3 separate regions of the Mus musculus genome follow, and regions 2 and 3 are each linked to region 1. Evidence: chromatin contacts called from public HiChIP or PLAC-seq data. All regions are on one chromosome and are shown on one strand. Each heading gives the region's core, a stretch centred on a gene start, on an enhancer-like site or on the middle of the called end of the contact. The rest is flanking DNA. Distances are from core to core; before and after follow the strand shown.

Region 1 (3,328 bases), core at 227-2,726:
GCTGTGCGTGGACATGATCCAGAACTTTTAACAAAATATCCCATTTAGTTGGTCTAAATGTATCCTGGACTTAGATTTCCCTCAGCTAGATACCTCAAAGACCCAGGGATGCTCTGGAGCCTCCTGAAACAAGGGCAGGAAGAAAGGAGGGGAAGTTGGAAAGACAACGCCAAGTAGAACTGAGTTAAAACGTTCCTTCCTCTATGTTGTCTATTACACGGCCATATGGGTACATTATCAGTGTATGCCATAGGCCTTTCTTTGTAAAGGGTCTTTAGAAACGAGGCCCTGCAACCTTACTTCACAGTACATCTGCCTCTGGAGACTTGGTTCATGGATCCTCTTTCCCATTGGCAGTCAACCCTGCTCATCATACTTTGGCACCAAATTCTCTCTCTCTTTCCATTGCTTGACCTGGTCCAAATAGCACGACATCAATTCTGGCAAGGGCCTCCTATGGCATCACACTATGTATGGTAGATGGTATCATGGCAGAAGGACATGCAAGAGGAAGAAATCACAGGGCAGGGTAGAAAACAAGTCTCCCCACAAGGACTCACTCCACAAGAATAGCATCGGTTCCCCGAAGGCCTTACTCTGGGCTCTGTCTCCTGAGGGTCTGCCGCTTCTTAGCATTGCCACACTAGCAACCACATTTTCCAGGAATAAATCGTCCAGGTATAAACCCCATCCAAACAATCGCAACCAGCATGCTGAGATCTCTGCATGGAATAGTCCAAACCTTCCTCTTGTCTCTTTGTCCTTCCTGGAAATGTCACTGCCTTTTCACCTTGATTTTCTTGCCTTTGGATTCATTTCCTAGTAGATCAATCTCTTCTAAATTGTCATTGCTCTGGAGACAGCTAAACGGCGTACGAAGTAAATGAGTAAGTGGGTGGAGATGATTTCGGAATCATGAAATAGAACCCCAGTCTCTCATACATTGGCTGTGTGTCCTTGGGTAAATTATTCAATATTTCTGAACCTCCGCTTTACAATATCCTTAAAATAATTAGAGTTGTCCTACAGTTCACTAAGCAGTGCCTGGTGCGTTGGGATTGATCATGGGAAGGTGACAAGGGTAATGATAACATAAACACACAAACAAACACCCATAAGTCTCAGCGTTCCTTTGGAGCAAGCAAACTTTTCCTACCCCACTTTTCCTTGCCGACTCCCACACCCAACATTGGCCTCCCTTCCTCCTGCTTTTATCTTTTGTGAGGAGCAGGACATATGCCTCTGGTTCTGTGTGCACAATGACAGTAATTAGAGCCATAGGTTGGAGCTCAAAAAAAAAAAAAAATGGCGTCTGGTTAGCAAAGGGTCCCGTCAGTTCAGCCAAAAAGTACAGCAGATCCTGTCTGTGCGGAGTACATAGTCACTTCCCCTAGTTTTCAAAGTTGGTAATACTGTTAACAGGCGGCTGGTGACAGCAGCAACATCAGCATTGTCGGCTGGGCAAGGTGACAGAACGTTCTGCACTTCCTGTCTCTCAGGAAACGATCCGCGGATTCAGATGCAAATGAGCGCGAAGCCAGCCAGTCCTGATTTGCATTTGCTCTCGGTGAACTCGCATTCCCTCCCCAAGTTCGTCTTCTGTGCATTTGCAATGCTGAAATGACTCTGCCAAAGCAATTTCTTTTTTCTACTCTATCCGTTGTAATCTCAGAAAATCCTCCCCCGAAAGCCCAACTTTTACTCTGTGTTAATTTGGCCCTTGTTGCCCAGGCTCCCCTCCGAGATGTTTCTGCTCTCACCTGCCCTGCATTCAGGTCTCTCTGTGCTGCGCCTTCTCCCATGAGGCTTTGCAGCTAGCTGTCCTTTAAGTTGTTTCCCATCCTGACCTCATGTCCTGGGCCCACAAAAGGCACACAATTCCCTCCTAAAGGACCAGGACAGTGGCAATGCTCTGTCAGTGTGTGAGGGACCCAAGGCTCTGTTAAAATGAACTTCAGTAAAATCTGACGTGTCCAGCTGACCTTTAATCAACACAGGCAGGAACTTGGCAGGTCTTGTTAGTATGAATTACAGATTTGTTTGTTTGTTTGTTTTTGAGAAGTGTGACAATAAAAATAAAAACAAAGAACAACAAAAAAACTTGTCTATGAAGCCTAGAGGTTTGTGTATATATTAATAAAAATCTAGTTATGTCACTAACACATATATGTAGATGATCATAATTATATTATTGACTCTCATAAAAGACATGAGGATATTATAAAAAAGCTAAGTTTTATTCAAGACATAAACAGACAAACACAGATTATACTTGGTGCCATTTGCAGTTGAGGGGAATACAAGCACACGGAAATAACAGGGTATTAATTATACTGCATAAACTACTACATAGGTGTCTCAGTCAGCTTTCCATAACTGTAACAAAACACATGAGCTAATCAATACAAGGAAAGGAAGGCTGATATTCCCTCAATTCTGAGGTTTCAGTGTTTTGGCTCTGTTTCTCTCTGCCTGCTGGGTGCATTGTATATCATAGCGGGATCATGGGCCACAGATCTCTTCACCCAATGTGACCAAGGAGCTAAGACAGAAACAGGAAGAGGCTAAAACATCAACACTAACTTCTTCATGCTAGGCCTCTCCTCCTAAAGTTATTTTCCACCTCCAGTAGCACCTCAGGCTAAGAACTAAGCCTTCCCTGGATAGAGCTAATGGGGCTAACTCAGATCTAACACTCAGCAGTGAGCATCTGCAATAGCTCCATTATCATTTCCTGCTGTCACTGCGGTAAGCTCCAGGGTAGGTACCAAACATCTGCCCTGTTACACTGATTGTTCTGCCTTAGCAGTTCATCTCTCTTAAGTAAAGCACATGGCAGTAAGAAGTGACCCCTTGATGCTCTCCATGTCTTGCACTGGGTCTAAGTACTTACACGGCATACAAAATAAATGTGAAAGACCTGGTTGTGTCGTCAGTAAAAGCCTCTGGCCAGCTAGATAGGAAGTCAAAAGCTACATGTGGATTTTTTTTAATTGCATGGGGTCTTAGGCCCCTAACGTCAGCAATGCACAGAGATTACACCGCCTTGAGCTCAAGGAATGTTTACAGCAGGAGCACACACCTGTGTAGCGAGCATCAGACCGGGAGGTAGGTCAGCAGATGTCCCAGGACCCAGAACCTTCCCTCCACATTCTCTCCTAGCCAGGGCACAGCCCTGACTTCAAGACCATAATTTTGCCTAACATTGAACTTGACATTAACACAGTAACACACGATGTACTTTCTTGGATTTTCACTTCTTCTATTGCGTTTGTATGATTCACCTACACTGTGGTTCATTTTCACTTCTGTGGACCATTTTGGTACA
Region 2 (3,328 bases), core at 448-2,947, 340 kb after region 1:
ACAGGGATGACGGTTCCCTACCCACCACCACCCCCAGTTTCAAGCCTTTTAGCCTGTCTTAGTAAACACACGATACAAACATTCCTCCCAAGAATATTGGGGTCACTTCTTTTTCAGTTAAACTACTCCAACAGTCCTCAATACATCCAGTACTGCACTATAACTCTGATCTAGGGTTCCCATACTATCAGGTTTTTGTTCTGCTTTCTAAATCCTTAGAGTTTAATAATAATGCTTTTAATCAGGAAGAGGTCAACAACTTTCTACAGAGGACTAGGCAGATGGCAGGCATGGTTTCTAGAGTGAACACTCACCTCTGCTGCTGGAGCACAAACACAGAACGCAGGCAAAACATTGCAAATGGGAGCTATTCCACAAAGCTTTATTTACAACATCAAAATTTTATTTCATAAAATTCCTATGCTACAAGTCACATCATTGGCATGGTAGGTAGCACTTACCTGTAATTCCAGTACCGAAGAATTTGAAACCTGATTAGACTACACAGACATACCCTGTCAAAAACATACATACATATATACATACATACACACATGCATACATACAAGCACTCTTGATTTTAACTTGCCACTTGGCTATCAGATTTGGTTCGTGGCTACAGTGTGTGCATTGATGCTGTGTGGGGGCAGGAAGAGCTGAAATGAGGGTCAACACTAAGGACGATACTTAGTGGGACTACTCATTTACCAACACTGCAATCATTACACACGGAAAGCATCTCAACAGGCCCCGCTGGAATAAAGGAGGAGTTCACAGCTCATCACTAAGGAAGTCAGTCTCCTCCAGCAGCTCAAAGTCTTCCTTGCAACAGGACACATACTCACAGACTTCACAAAGGACATGGCTCACTCGAGGTGGGTGACTTGACTGGTGCTCCTTGTATTGATCACTTGTGATCCCTCCTTCCCCAGAAATCTTACTACCCACCCCTTCTTCCTTATCCTTCGCAATAGTGCTTTAATATCTGGGACGATGAACTAAAAGTTCTTTCACCTTTCAAGTAATCAAATCACCATTTAATAAATGACTCGTCAGCAATAGGACCAGTTTAGCATGACTCCCATGGTCTTTCCTGTTAACCCAGCTGAGAAAACCTATCCCTACAGCAGGACAAGCAGGTCTCTAAAGGCTACAAGAAAGGGCCTTGAGGCTGGAGAGATGGCCCCAGAGTTGAGTGCGACGGCTCTTGCAGAGGCATTGACTCAGGATCCCAGCACCCACATTAGGTGCTCATGGCCACCTGCAACTCCAGTTCTGAGGCGTCCACAGGAATCTAAGGGTACATGGTGCACATAAACTCTCCCAGGCACACATACACGCAGAAACACATGCTGAAAAAAAAGAAAACCTCTTCTTCCTGCTTTTGCTTGACCCAGTCAGAGGGAGAAGTGGAGAGAAAGAAAAATTTCCAGAGTCAATGTCAGTATTTAATACAAAATCAGACAAAATGTAGCTGAGAATATATACCAGTTTGTGTGGATTTGAAAATAATACAGGGGGAAAAATCAGTCTCAATGTCCAAGCAAGTAAAAGGAAAACAAGGAGATGACCATGGCGACTGAGAAAATAAAGCTTTAAGTAAGTATCAGCAAACACTAGCACCAGTGTAAGCCATCCCAGCAGTAACAAGAACCAGTATCTTTACACACAACGTAGGCAGGCAGGCTGCAGTAGTTTCCTTTCAAGAATTATGACTCACTCTATAACTTACAGACAGGTTATATCAGCAGAAAGCCAAATCAAATGGTTTGACAGAGACTCAGAGTGAGTGAAGATGGCGAAATACTTAGTAGAGCCAAAAGCATTTTAAAAGCTTGCAGTGTTAAGTTCTTTAAAAAAAAAATGTTAAGCACTTGATTAGGAAAAAATTTAAACAGCCTGATTTAAAAACAAAACAAAGAGGAAGGCATTAGTATGTCCTGCTATTCTCTAACTTCCCAATGGTAGTTTCCCTATTCAGTAGCAACTATGCAATCAGGTGACAAGCAATTATTTTTCTAGGGCATGAACCTGCCTGTGTCACCATGGCTTATGTGAGAAAATGAAGAGTAAGTCAGTCCAGAGAGCCTGCTGGCTTCTGTCCCTCACAATGACCATTTCCTGTCCCTTTGCTTCAAGACAGAGCTCACTGGGGAATGAAACCGCAAGCCTGGGTAGCAAATTCTCATGGTCCCAAGCGCATCGCTGTCGTTCCTCCTATGTCCGAGTTAGGAAACATGATCAATCTACTTGATTATAGTGGTGATGGACATAATATGATCACAATCATTAAGGAAAGTTGAAAAAACAAAACAACAGGCAATGCCAATGAGATGGGTCCAGGAAAGCATTAGAGGGGTTTAATTCCAAAAGCTCCCACTGTTAGCCTCCAGACAGTATGACATCATCATCTCCAGAGCACATCTTGACTTTAGAAGCAGGAATTACTTTCCAATATATACTGGTCACTCACCAAGACAAGCCAGGTACTTTTTACTATGGAACAAAACATTTCACCTCACAGTACTGAATACAAATGTTTACCATGAGCTCAAAAGCAGGGCGAATATACATTCACAATGGTGAGGGAAGGCAAGGAGCAAATCTTCAGATTTTCCCATTGATTTGTAAGTTATAGCTCTCACAAGTTCACTTGTATTTTCTACTGACACATTTTGGAATCAGGAGCTCATTATATGGCTCAGAGTGGCTTCAGATTCACCTATGCCTTAACTCTTGAGGACTGAAATTACACATCTGTGCTACCAGGCTGCCTTTTCTAACTTTCCATTAGTCTCACCAGTAATTAGACTTTTAAAAAGGATGTATATATTATATATACAACATTCTGCCTGCATGCCAGAAGAGGACAGCAGTCTCATTGTAGGGGGTTGGGAGCCACTATGTGGGTGCTGGGAATTGAACTTCAGGGCCTCTCAAAGAGCAGCCAGCACTCTTAACTTCTGAGGCATCTCTCCAGCCCAGTATTCTAAATTTAGTTATTTTATGTTTATGAATGTTTTGCCTGTTGGATTCTTTGAAACTTACAGATGGTTGTGAGCCACCATGTGGGTTCTGGGAATTGAACTTGGATCTTCTACAAGAGAAGCAAGTACTTTTAACCACTGAGCCATCTTGCTAGCCTCCAGTAACTAGATTTTTAACTAAATTCTATGACCTATTACAAGGTTTCCAGTTATAATATGAAACTGGTCCCAGTACTTTATCATCCTTGAGCTGAGTTGATTCTCTTAGTCTATCACGTGTGTTCTGGGGGTCATGTGTGTTCAGGGCTGTCAAAGTAGACACCTTTAGAAACAACTTCCTG
Region 3 (3,328 bases), core at 313-2,812, 260 kb before region 1:
AGATTATAATCCTTCCCTCAAAGTCTAAGTAACATCTACTAAAGATTATGGAGTACTTTATCAAGCAACCAGGTTGAAGTAAATAAAGTTACTGATGAGAAAAGCACTCACTCAGTGGAGATAAATAGAAGAGCTTATAAGTGTTTGTTGGTAGTCTGTCTATAGAGCTCACTTAGAGCACTAAATGTGTAACAGACAGGAATAGTAAACAGGCTTGCTACAGGGACCGGTGAGGAAGGACCTGTTCTTTACTAGAAAGCACTGTCACAAACCTCTCAGGGAAGTCTGAGCTCTGCCTTGTTTGCACGGCAGTTTCTAAGCTTGCTAGGACTACATAGGAGACTCTACCCCACAAAGAAATGAACAACAAAACTCCCACCAGACAAAGCGAGCAGTCCTGCCACTGCCTTCCTTCTTCCCCTGAAGCCCCAGAGCCCCCCTAAAATGCTTTGAGACCAAGTCGTAAGTCTTAACCCCCTGGTCCACTACAAATACTTAACATTCAATGCTAAACAGATTATTTTTATTAAAATGTGAAACTGCCACTAAAAAAAGAAAAAGCTTGATTTTATGTTACATACTCAACATGCTAACCATAGTTAAGACACTCTTAAGCTATACATTTAGAGGTCATGATGGACAACTGTGATTATGAACTTGATTGGACTAAGTAATTAATAATTAGAAAAGCAAACTTGTGGGTATGTCTGAGGGCTTTTCTAGAGATGACCAGACTCTAAGGGTTCAGTTTAAATGAATGTGCTAATCCACTGACAGAGTCAGAATGTGCAGGCTACTAGGAGACAGAACTGCGGATGGCCATAGTTCCATCCAGAGTATCCATCGTAGTATCTGGAGAAGCGGGTCACTAGGGGTATGTCCTCTGTCTGTGTCTTTCTGTTAGTGCTCCTCTCTGCTGCCTATTTGGCTCGGTGTGGTTACTTCAGCATACTCTCCTTCCACTATAGACTCAACCTCTGAACCATGAGCAAATTACACTTTTCCTCCCTTTTGTGGCTTGTTAGGGATTTGATCATGTGAACATGTTCAGAAAGTGCTGTTAGACTCAAATGTTAACTATGGGCCACTTAAAAGTCCAATAGAATCACAGAAAGAAAATACTAAGCAAGGAAAACATGACCCATTAGGAGTCAAGAAAAGTTTTTACTAATGTATGAAGAATGGAGGCAGCAACCCTGTGGGACTGGCACACTGCCTTGGGATCCAGGAATGAGTGATAGGGAGTTGATATAGCAGCCGCTGCTGCCACTGCCCACGATCCTTTCCTCCCTCCCTTCCAGTTCCTTCCTTTTTTCCTTCTTCCTCTCCTTATTTGGCTTTAGCTTGCCTATAGATTATTATGTAGACTAGGTTGGACTCAGCAGAGATCTACCTACCTCTGCCTCTTGAGTGCTAGGATTGAAGGCATTTGAGATCTACTGATGACAACTTATATATTGTCTTTGTATTTAAAGGAATCAGTAACTTGTGTGCTGTAGTGGAAGACCAGGAAGGACATGCTACACTAGAAGTCATTCGCGTCACTAGCAGACTGTTTTCAGTTGCAGAAGTCCACTGCTGACCTAAGATGCTAATAATAACACATCACGCACGTGGAGCACCAGGAAGGACTGAGAGCCTCGCATCTACGCAATGCCACTGAGAGAGGCTATAACAAAAAGCTTATTTTTCAATTAACTTTTCTGAAAAAATGCCTTGTAGGTAATAATACACATTTTTAAGAATTAAGAACATTATGGTTTGTATGAGTATTATAATGTAATTGTCAAAAGTGACTTGCAAAGTCAAGCCTAGGGCAACAATAATTCACACAAGTGTAGCAGAAAGCCCCCTTAGCTTACTATTTCTGATACAACATGTTGCTTATAACAATGCTATAGTTGTAGCTACAAAGTAGGTGATAAACCTGTACGACTGCTCTCTTTATTTTAACTTACTTGATTTCGATTAAGAATGCCAAATGTCCTTCTAAAGCATTTAATATACATAATCTTGTTTACCTGTAAAGTATAATCAAGTAGTGCAAACACCACTAAAACACCACACAGCAATCTGATGCTCATGTAAGGGGAATGCAAGGGTCAGGAAGGAAAGGCATGCTGGAAGATACCATTCAGCTCTATTAGAGAACAGTCTCATTGTTTTAAAGATTTTATTCCTAACTAAGTGTATGTTCCGAGTTTCTTTCTGTGTGGGAATGTGTGGTGTGCAAAGGTGCAAGCTCCCCTGGAGGCCAGCTCCCTCTCGGAGCTGGAGTTTCAGACAGCTGGGAGCTGCTCAACACAGGTGCTAACCATGGACTCGGATGCACTGCAGAAGAGAAACCATCCCTCCAGCCTCCAATCTCCAGTCTTACAAGAGTTATTTGAGGTCACTGCTTGGTTGTAACACCTGGTTCAACAGCTATTATCAGTTAAGGAGATTCATGTGGAGCCTATCAAAGAAACATATTATTAACTAACTATGTTTAACAAACAGTAGTAGTTTTACTTTTTTTTTTTTTTTCCTTTTTTCCGAGTCAGGGTTTCTCTCTATAGCCCTGTCTGTCCTGGAACTCACTCTGTAGACCAGGCTGGCCTCGAACTCAGAAATCCGCCTGCCTCTGCCTCCCGCGTGCTGGGAATAATGGCATGCGCCACCACTGCCTGGCTGTATTTTTACTTTTAATGTGGTTTACTGAAAATCTGATACTCAAATTTCATCTTTACTATGTTCCTGCAAACACTACCTAAACACAAAGCAGGAGTTTTCTATAAGCAGGTTAGTGGATTGTGTTTTAGTGTTTATAAATTATGAAGCTGGTTAGTCTTTTTTTGTTTGTTTGTTAACCTAAAAACTACTGTTATCTAAGATAAAGGAACCTCTGTTAAAAAGAAAGGACAAAGAGACAATTTTACTAGGGGAAAAAAAAGTTAAATGAACTTCGAAGGACAACCTATGACTTTAAACACAAAACCACACAGTAACTGCCCTTTCTGACCAAGATGAGTTCTTGGGGACCCAGTACTGAGGGCAGCTGGTTGCCCTGTGCTGAGTGACGGCTTACCTTTGCTCCGTGCTTATGCAGAACTTCCATGACATCATTATGAGCTCTTTCAGCTGCAACATGCAGAGGGGTCATGAAACTATGGAAGGAAAAAAGGGAGAGAGAATGTTGTGACTTTTACTGCAACAACTCTCGGTGGCTGCTGGCTGCTGACAGGAGGAAGGCTCCTTTTCTTTAGTGGGGTGGTGTGGGGCGGTCATGTACTGTACACGTTCATCCAGGCCACTTAACCACAAGGCACGGACCACCAAGACGAAGCAA

Evidence for each region. HiChIP or PLAC-seq counts read pairs in DNA pulled down with a chosen protein or histone mark.
Region 2: an H3K4me3 HiChIP or PLAC-seq map of bone marrow-derived macrophages shows a contact between it and region 1, with 2.8 times the contacts expected there. The contact joins two enhancer-like sites. A contact is called at or near these places in 3 of 115 datasets of contacts at active chromatin or transcription factors (bone marrow-derived macrophages, embryonic stem cells and stem cell-derived neural progenitor cells) and 1 of 9 other capture datasets (embryonic stem cells).
Region 3: an H3K4me3 HiChIP or PLAC-seq map of bone marrow-derived macrophages shows a contact between it and region 1, with 4 times the contacts expected there. The contact joins two enhancer-like sites. A contact is called at or near these places in 1 of 484 Hi-C or Micro-C datasets (nephron progenitors) and 3 of 115 datasets of contacts at active chromatin or transcription factors (bone marrow-derived macrophages, embryonic stem cells and stem cell-derived neural progenitor cells).

What each region holds. Positions count from the first base shown.
Region 1 is chr8:35,122,020-35,125,347 of GRCm38.p6, forward strand. No RefSeq gene overlaps it. Among named protein-coding and RNA genes, the nearest start is that of Gm34419, 28 kb to the left of the region's middle. Within about 2 kb of position 1,477, at least 100 of the 459 cell types and tissues checked have an H3K27ac peak or open chromatin away from gene starts, as enhancers often do. A contact at or near this core is called in bone marrow-derived macrophages, where this site is marked.
Region 2 is chr8:35,464,899-35,468,226 of GRCm38.p6, forward strand. Eri1 (exoribonuclease 1) reads right to left here. Exons shown (of 7, transcript NM_026067.3): 7 at 367-3,328. Among named protein-coding and RNA genes, the nearest start is that of Gm51568, 29 kb to the right of the region's middle. Within about 2 kb of position 1,698, at least 3 of the 459 cell types and tissues checked have an H3K27ac peak or open chromatin away from gene starts, as enhancers often do. A contact at or near this core is called in bone marrow-derived macrophages, where this site is marked.
Region 3 is chr8:34,864,214-34,867,541 of GRCm38.p6, forward strand. Tnks (tankyrase, TRF1-interacting ankyrin-related ADP-ribose polymerase) reads right to left here. Exons shown (of 27, transcript NM_175091.3): 11 at 3,068-3,146. Among named protein-coding and RNA genes, the nearest start is that of Dusp4, 58 kb to the left of the region's middle. Within about 2 kb of position 1,563, at least 7 of the 459 cell types and tissues checked have an H3K27ac peak or open chromatin away from gene starts, as enhancers often do. A contact at or near this core is called in bone marrow-derived macrophages, where this site is marked.